2 separate regions of the Sus scrofa genome follow, and region 2 is linked to region 1. The links are chromatin contacts, called in public Hi-C maps. All regions are on one chromosome and are shown on one strand. The core of a region is the stretch at or near the end of the contact, and the rest is flanking DNA. Distances in the headings are between cores, read along the strand shown. Region 1 has its middle 11 kb from the start of PHLPP1. Region 2 has its middle 73 kb from the start of ZCCHC2.

Region 1 (3,626 bases), core at 691-3,190:
GTAGGACAATACGCTGGTCTGCAGTATTTTTGTGCTATTTTTGGTACTGCTCTCCTTGTGGAAATAATAATACGGTTATAGCTGATTTTTCTACAGTCATCTTTCTTTGTCGCCCCATCCTTCAACCACAATTTAGCAACATTTAAATCAGGCGGTGTCTGAAGTCCTTTTTAGATGAGCTTGTGAGGAAGTGGAAATGAGGAAACATTTATCAAGTACCTATAACATCCTAGGATGTGGTGGACAGATTTAGTAAATAAAATATAAGACATCCAATAATTGCAATATTTGGACATACTTTTATGGAAAAAAATTTGTTGTTTATCTGAGATTTGAACTTAACCTTGTGTCCTGTATTTTATCTGACAGCCCCATGCCAGGGGCACTGCCAGACCTGTCACATATATTTTCTAATTTCCTCCCTTTGACCCCTTCACAAGTTATACATGATTCCCATTGTAAAGAGCTCAGAAAGATTCAGTATCTTTTCTAAGGTCACACAGCTAGAATGGAACTAAGCAAAGATAGAAGCCTAAGCTTTCTGACACCAAGATTAGGGCAACAAATTTGGTGGCCCAATCCCTAGACCTTGGGTAGCATAGACCAAACTCTCCCTCAGTGAGAGAGGGTGTTTGGGGATTTCATTTGCTGCCGTCGATTCTTTTTAAAAATTGCTCATCATTCCTTTGTATTGTTATGTTAAAAAATGAGTATTAATATTTTTTAAAACTGGGTACTGGACCCAGGTGAAAGGGCCAAGCTACCAAATATGATTCAAAAATGCAGCTGGGAGTTCCCATCATGGCTCAGAGGAAACAAATCTGACTGGCATCCCTGAGGATGAAGGTTCAATCCCTGGCCTCGCTCAGTGGGTTAAGGATCTGATGTTGCCATGAGCTGTGATGTAGGTTGCAGACACGGCTCAGATCCCGTGTTGCTGTGGCTGTGGTGTAGGCCAGCAGCTGTAGCTCTGATTTGACCCCTAGCCTGGGGACCTCCATATTTCGTGGATGCGGCTCTAAAAAGACAACAACAAAAGAATGCAACCCAAGAAAAGAAGCTTTTCACTGACACACCCCCCTCCCTTACCTCTTCCCCACAACTGTACTTTCTGATGACAAATAGGTCAAGCGAGACAGTTTTGTTTCAATCACTCCTAGAAACCCCAGGAGTGTTGGGTATTTGGTTTCTGATGGGCTTTATTTTTTTCATATTTTTGTTTAAATATGAAATAAATAAAGGGTAAACCTTCTGGGAATGGTTCCCCTGGAGGCTGGGAGAAAACGGGACCACAGTTATCTTCCTCTTTCTGTTCAGGTACAACCCCAACACAGAACACGACACCAGCTAGGCTCCCGGAACCCCCAGAATTGTCTCTCTTGCCTCTCCTTGTTGATCCCTTTTAGCCTTGCTGCTTCGCTTCCTGACACATGCAGATTCTTTCCAGATTCTTTCCATTTGGAGAACTCCCCAGATTCACTATTTCTCTTGCCTAGAATGTGAAACTTTCCTAGGCCTGGAATGAGGAGGTGCCAGAGGGAGCACTGTTGCAAGGACGGGGGTGCAGGAGACAGAGAGGAGCTGAAACAAGGAAAAATGACAAGTTCCAGATCCGGCTGTGTTCTTGAGATCTGCATGGTAGTGGCTCTATGAAAAGCTCAGGTGAGGTATATGGTACCTTATACCTTGGAGAAAAACACAGACCTCCACAATGTCACCCATGGAGGCCCCCAGTCCTCACTCCAGGCAAACATATATGGCCAGTGTCATCTAGCTCTGTACCACAGCCGAATGGAAGCTCTTTCTGCTGCACCGAGGGAAGGAGGTGTCAAACTCACACCCAGCAGCTGACAACAACTAGCAGCTGTACTTGCCCTCCCGAAATCCTGATAGCCTTGGGCTTGTGTTCCATCAGCCCCCAAAGCAGCTCAAGCCGCTGGCATCCTAGCCAAGTTGGCACTCTTGCAAAGCTCAACCCACTTGCAGGCAGATAAGTTAGTCAGCACAGGGAGGAGGCAGCAACTCTAGCGTGAATTTACAAAGTATATCTTCACTATGTCTCAGGGAAGGTGACCAAGACAACCCTAAGGTTGGATTCAACCTCAGCTGGATTCAGCCTTGTAAAGTTTCTTCCTGATGGCAACCCCTGACCTTCCTTTATGTAGAGCGTTTTCTTTAGAAAACTTATGATTATTGATTCTCTACTCCTCTGAGATAGATGTAAATTTTTAATAAGGCTTTTTCCAGTTTTAGAACCCAGATATATCTTTCTACAAGACCTGGGAGCCACCTCTTCGAAATTTCATCCTCAAAGGAGGTGAGGTGATATTTTCTGCTTCCCATGGGAGAAGAGGAGCCTAACTCTAGTGATGTCTTGCTCCAACTTGCAAAACTGCCTCCTTTCATACAAATACAAGAAGTTTATTTTCGTCTGGATAAAGTCAATTAGCTGACACAGATGGCCTAAGATCCTCCAGTACTTTTCCACTTGCTCACCCCAACCCTTAGAAACCCTACTGCCCTCTGCTGCAACGGACTTGAGTTCGGACTGAGTTCTGATCTGTCTCCATTATTGCTATAGCCTTAAATAAAGTCTTCCTTGCCTGTTTAACTTTTCATTTTCATTTTGGAAAGGAGAATCCAGTTTCTGATTTTTTTCCCCAACCTTTAGAAAGTCGTAATTTTGCAGAATGTACCATGCCTGTAAATTGGAATTGCCATAGAATAGAACTGGAGAATTCCTGCTATAGCACAATGGGTTAAGGATCCAGTGTTGCCACAACCGTGGCATAGTTTGCAGATGAGGCTCTGATTAGATCTCTGGCCCAGGAACTTCCATATGCCACAGATGCAGCCAAAAAAATAAAATAAAATAAAACTGCATTAGACACTAGTACACATCTTAAAAAGGCTAAAATTAAGAATGACACTGCCAAATGCTGACAAGATTATAGAGCAATTCGTGTTCTCCTGCATTCTACTCTGGAAAACTGACAGTATCTATTAAGGCTTAACATACGCCAAATTTCACTCCCAGGCATGATGCCCAAGAGAAATGAGTAAATATGTCCACCAAAAGATAAGTAGAAAAATATGAATATGTATAGTGTTTTCATTCATAAATAGCCAAAATATGGATAACAACCCAACTGTCCACCAAAGGAGAATGGATAAATAAATTGTGGCATATAATAATACCATGGAAGACTACCTAGAAGTGAAAAAGAACACGTTACTGAAACAGGCAGCAACAGGGATGCTTCTTGAAGACATTATGTTGAGCAAAAAAAAGACATGAAGGAGCACATATGACCCTATGTATTTGAATCAAGTTTAAGAATAGGCAAAACTGTGAAATAAGCCAGAAGACAAAAATATACCTCACCTTTTTTTTTTTTTTTTTTTTTTTGTCTTTTTGCCATTTCTAGGGCCGCTCCCGCAGCATATGGAGGTTCCCAGGCCAGGGGTTGAATCGGAGCTGTAGCCTCCGGCCTACGCCAGAGCCACAGCAACGTGGGATCCGAGCCGCGTCTGCAACCTACACCATAACTCACGGCAATGCTGGATCGTTAACCCACTGAGCAAGGGCAGGGATTGAACCCGCAACCTCATGGTTCCTAGTCGGA
Region 2 (3,626 bases), core at 812-3,311, 74 kb after region 1:
AGCATTTCCTCCTCTCATTCACACGAGTATTCATTCATCGAGTAAATATTCATTGAATATCTGGGCTTAGGGTTCAGGAGATAGCAGTGAATAGGAAAGGACTTACCTTCTAGCTGGGGAGACAAACAGGAAACAAGTAAACAAATTGCAAACCTTGAAGGGCTCTGAAGGAAAGGCCCAGAACAGTGCTGTCAAAAGGAATGGGAGAGGAGGTGACATCTGAGCTGAGACCTGGAGGATGGGAACAAGTTCCCACAGAAAGTGCTGGAGACAAAAGGACTCTGAGGCCATGGAGGTCAGAGCAGTGCTTACCTCAGGGGAGGGTGCGGGCAGCCAGGATGCTGGAAATAGTCTGCATCTTGATCTGGGTGAAGATATGTGTAGAAAATAGGTAAAAATTCATTGAGCTGCACACTTCAAGGCTTATGCACTTTATCATATGAATTTCATATCTTTAAAATAAAGGGAAATGAAAGGGGGTGGGTGTGTTCTGGAGGGAATAACAAGCAAGAGGCTTGCAGGCAGACTGTCTCTTGCGGAAAATAGCCAGAAGCTGGAGGCAGAGGTCAAGGGGCAGTGGGATGAGGTTGAGTACAGTGGTTATCCCTGGGGAGAGAAATAAAATTGGGGCTCTGGAATTAGGGATTTCAACTGTTTATACTTTTCAAAAAATATATACTATTTTGAACATATCTTTGTTTTATATGAACCATTTTTATTTATTATTTTTAGGGCCATACCAGCAGCATATGTAAGTTTCCAGGCTAAGGGATCAAATGGGAACTACAGGTGCAGCCTATACCATAGCCGTGGGCAACACCAGATCCCAGGCGCACCTTCTGGCCATAGCCCACAGCTTGCCCCAACGCCTGATCCTTAACCCACTGAGTGAGGCCAGGGATGGAACCTGCATCCTCAGGGACACTATGTTGGGTTTTCAACCCACTGAGCCACAAGAGGAACTCCTGTATCCTTCTTAAAGCAAATAAGGCCATTTGCTTTTGCTTTCAAAGCGTTCCTCTCTGCCTTCCCTCTCTGCTTGTTCTAAGGTTAAGGGCTTTGAACATCCCTCTCTTGTCTCAAGGGGAAAAAATTCAGGGGTGTAAAGCCCTCATAATGCCTTCTCATCAGGGCTGTGGTCCTAGAAGGCCCACTTAGGGAACGCACACACCGTTTTTCTATTAGCAGAAGGACAGAGGGAACCGCCGAGGGTGGGGGATGGTGACTCACTTCATTCATTCACATAACATTAACCGAGTTTCTTATATGCAGACATTGTTATTTTCCAGATATTCCCAGGTCCAAATCCCTCCCTGCTCAATTCAGGATGTCCAAATACCAAGATTCCAAACCCGAGGGCAGAGACAGCATGGGCATTGTGGGTGGGATGCAGGATGGGAGAAGACATCCAAAGGGAAAGTTTCCAGGCCTTGTGGCCATGGACGGTTCCAGATGTGGTGCTAGGGACCATTTGAAGGGGCAAGAGGAGCACTTTCTAGACTAGCCCTGGGGAAACTGTCTTGAGCCTCCTGGAAAGGCCCGCCTCTCACCGTCTTCACCACCCGCACACATGGACACTCTGAAGAGCAGGTGGTGCAGGCTTGGGGCCAAACTCCGCGGCTCTCGGCTCTGCGGCGCTCGGCCTCCTCTGGGGACCTGTGGCCTTTCCGGAGGGACACCCTCGGTGGTCTGGGCTGCTGCGCACTCGGGAGGGACGTTTAGCATCCTCGACTCCGCCATTACGACAGCCCTGGGGGCGGCGCGCCCGGCTGACACCCCCGGGCGTCTCTTTCACTCCTAAAATGAATTGGGAGAAGCGCAGAGCAGCGTCGGCGCGCCGGTGCGGCTGGGGAAAGGAGAGAGGGAGGGGCGAGGCCGCGGGGGTCACCAGGGCTCCTTTTCTCGCCCGCCAGTCAATTCCAGGGGCGCCGAGGTCAGCCCGCTACACGCTGGCCGCAAAGCTCCCGCGGGGGGCGGTGACGAGTCTGGGCCCCGGACGGCGGGGCCCGCGGGTCAGACGGCTCGGCCAAGCAACCCGAAGCGCCTTCCTGGCGCCTGCAGCGGCAGCCGCGAGGCCCGGGGTGCGGCATCCCCAGGGGGCTTCCCTGCAGGATGCGGACCCACCCCGCCTGGCCCTCGTCGCCTCTGGTTCCTGCGCTGCCAAATCTGGCGCGATCCCGTCCCAGGGGAGGGGTCTATCCCAGCGCAGCCCTGAGGCTAGACCCACGCGCGTTTTTGTTGGATATTTTCAAAGATGTATGTTTGGGGACTGGGTGTCGGTGTGGGAGGTGGGGGGCGAGCTTGGTCACAGGACAGGCCAGAGGACTTGGCGGCCAGAACTGAAGGCAGGAAGCCGGATTTTCCTTGGCGATTCTCTTGCGGCCTCAGTTCCTTCCGTTGGTCTCCAAAAGGCCCACTTTCCAGGGAAGCCGAACTCCTTGATGGACTGCATTTTTGAAATCTGGGGTGAGAACTGCCTAACTGTCAAAATGGAGTCAAGGAGTGGCCTCATTTCCCTTTGCAGTTACATCCGTGGTCCTTAGGTTCCGGGCACAAAACTGAATTTTAATACCATTGGTTTTCTTTGTAATTCTAAGCGTGCGATTCGACACACTTAACAACATCATTCTGAGAATGCTGTGGCTTCCCCAGGCGGACCCCAGTCCACACTGAGTAGGTGACTATTTACGGTCGGTCGGTCGGTCCACCAGTTGGAGGAGGAACTAGGAGGCAAAATACCAACACTCTCAATTGGTCCTGCTGAAGAAACGGGAGTGCTCACCATTATCAGTCACTCAATTATACTTTCTACTTATTTTTCTAATCATCATAACCTAGATTCCCAGCATCAGGAGACCTGGATCCTCCTGGCTCTGGCTTTCTTCTTGAATCCTGGTGAGACTTGGGTCCCTCCCTTCCCATCTCTGGGCCTTGTTTCCCTCACCCAGTTTGAACCAAAAGTTTGCTAGAGGAAACTGAACTTTCTACCATTCCACCATTATCAGCCGCATCTCTGCTCCTGATTACCCCCTTCCCCTTCTCTCCTCCCAAGTGACTTAACAGGACCTAACCAGTTCAGAATCCTCAGCAGGTGTGGGAGTGGCTGCACCTGCCACCTGGCCCCTTTCCAATGGCCTGTCCTAATGGCAGATGATTGCTTGACAAACACCCTTCCCCCATCTCCATTTTGCTCTGTAGACAAGAGGGGCCGTGGCCACTTGGGCCAGAAGGAACATTCTTCTTTATTAGAACTCCTTGCCAGACTGGAACAGGGGATACTGTTTGGACCAGCACTACTCATCAGAACTTTCTCCTGCGATGGAATTGTTTTTCTCCCGTATAGACACCACTAGCGTCCCTATGTGGCTCTTGAGCATTTGATATGTGGCTAGTGTGATTAAGGAACAGAATTTAAAATTTATGTACAAAAACTTAAATTATTTTGAGATATGAAAGACATCAATGAACTGCACATAAAGTATAAAAACTGATGTTCTGACATATATACTTGTGAAATCATTACCACAATCAAGTGAATATGCCTGCTGCTCCATGGTAATCCTTCCATCCTTGCCTCCCCACCCCCATTCAGGGAACCACTGTTCTGCTTCCTGCCTTAGAGATTA

The links. A called contact is a pair of places that touch in the nucleus more often than the background predicts.
Region 2: a contact with region 1 is called in a Hi-C map of skeletal muscle, with 1.8 times the contacts expected there. The contact joins two enhancer-like sites. A contact is called at or near these places in 2 of 5 promoter capture datasets (fetal liver and liver), 9 of 47 Hi-C or Micro-C datasets (brain, embryonic fibroblasts, fetal heart ventricle and 4 more) and 1 of 2 datasets of contacts at active chromatin or transcription factors (skeletal muscle).

Annotation. Positions count from the first base shown.
Region 1 is chr1:158,873,006-158,876,631 of Sscrofa11.1, forward strand. No RefSeq gene overlaps it. Among named protein-coding and RNA genes, the nearest start is that of PHLPP1, 11 kb to the left of the region's middle. Within about 2 kb of position 1,941, at least 2 of the 83 cell types and tissues checked have an H3K27ac peak or open chromatin away from gene starts, as enhancers often do. A contact at or near this core is called in skeletal muscle, where this site is marked.
Region 2 is chr1:158,947,365-158,950,990 of Sscrofa11.1, forward strand. No RefSeq gene overlaps it. Among named protein-coding and RNA genes, the nearest start is that of ZCCHC2, 73 kb to the right of the region's middle. Within about 2 kb of position 2,062, at least 19 of the 83 cell types and tissues checked have an H3K27ac peak or open chromatin away from gene starts, as enhancers often do. A contact at or near this core is called in skeletal muscle, where this site is marked.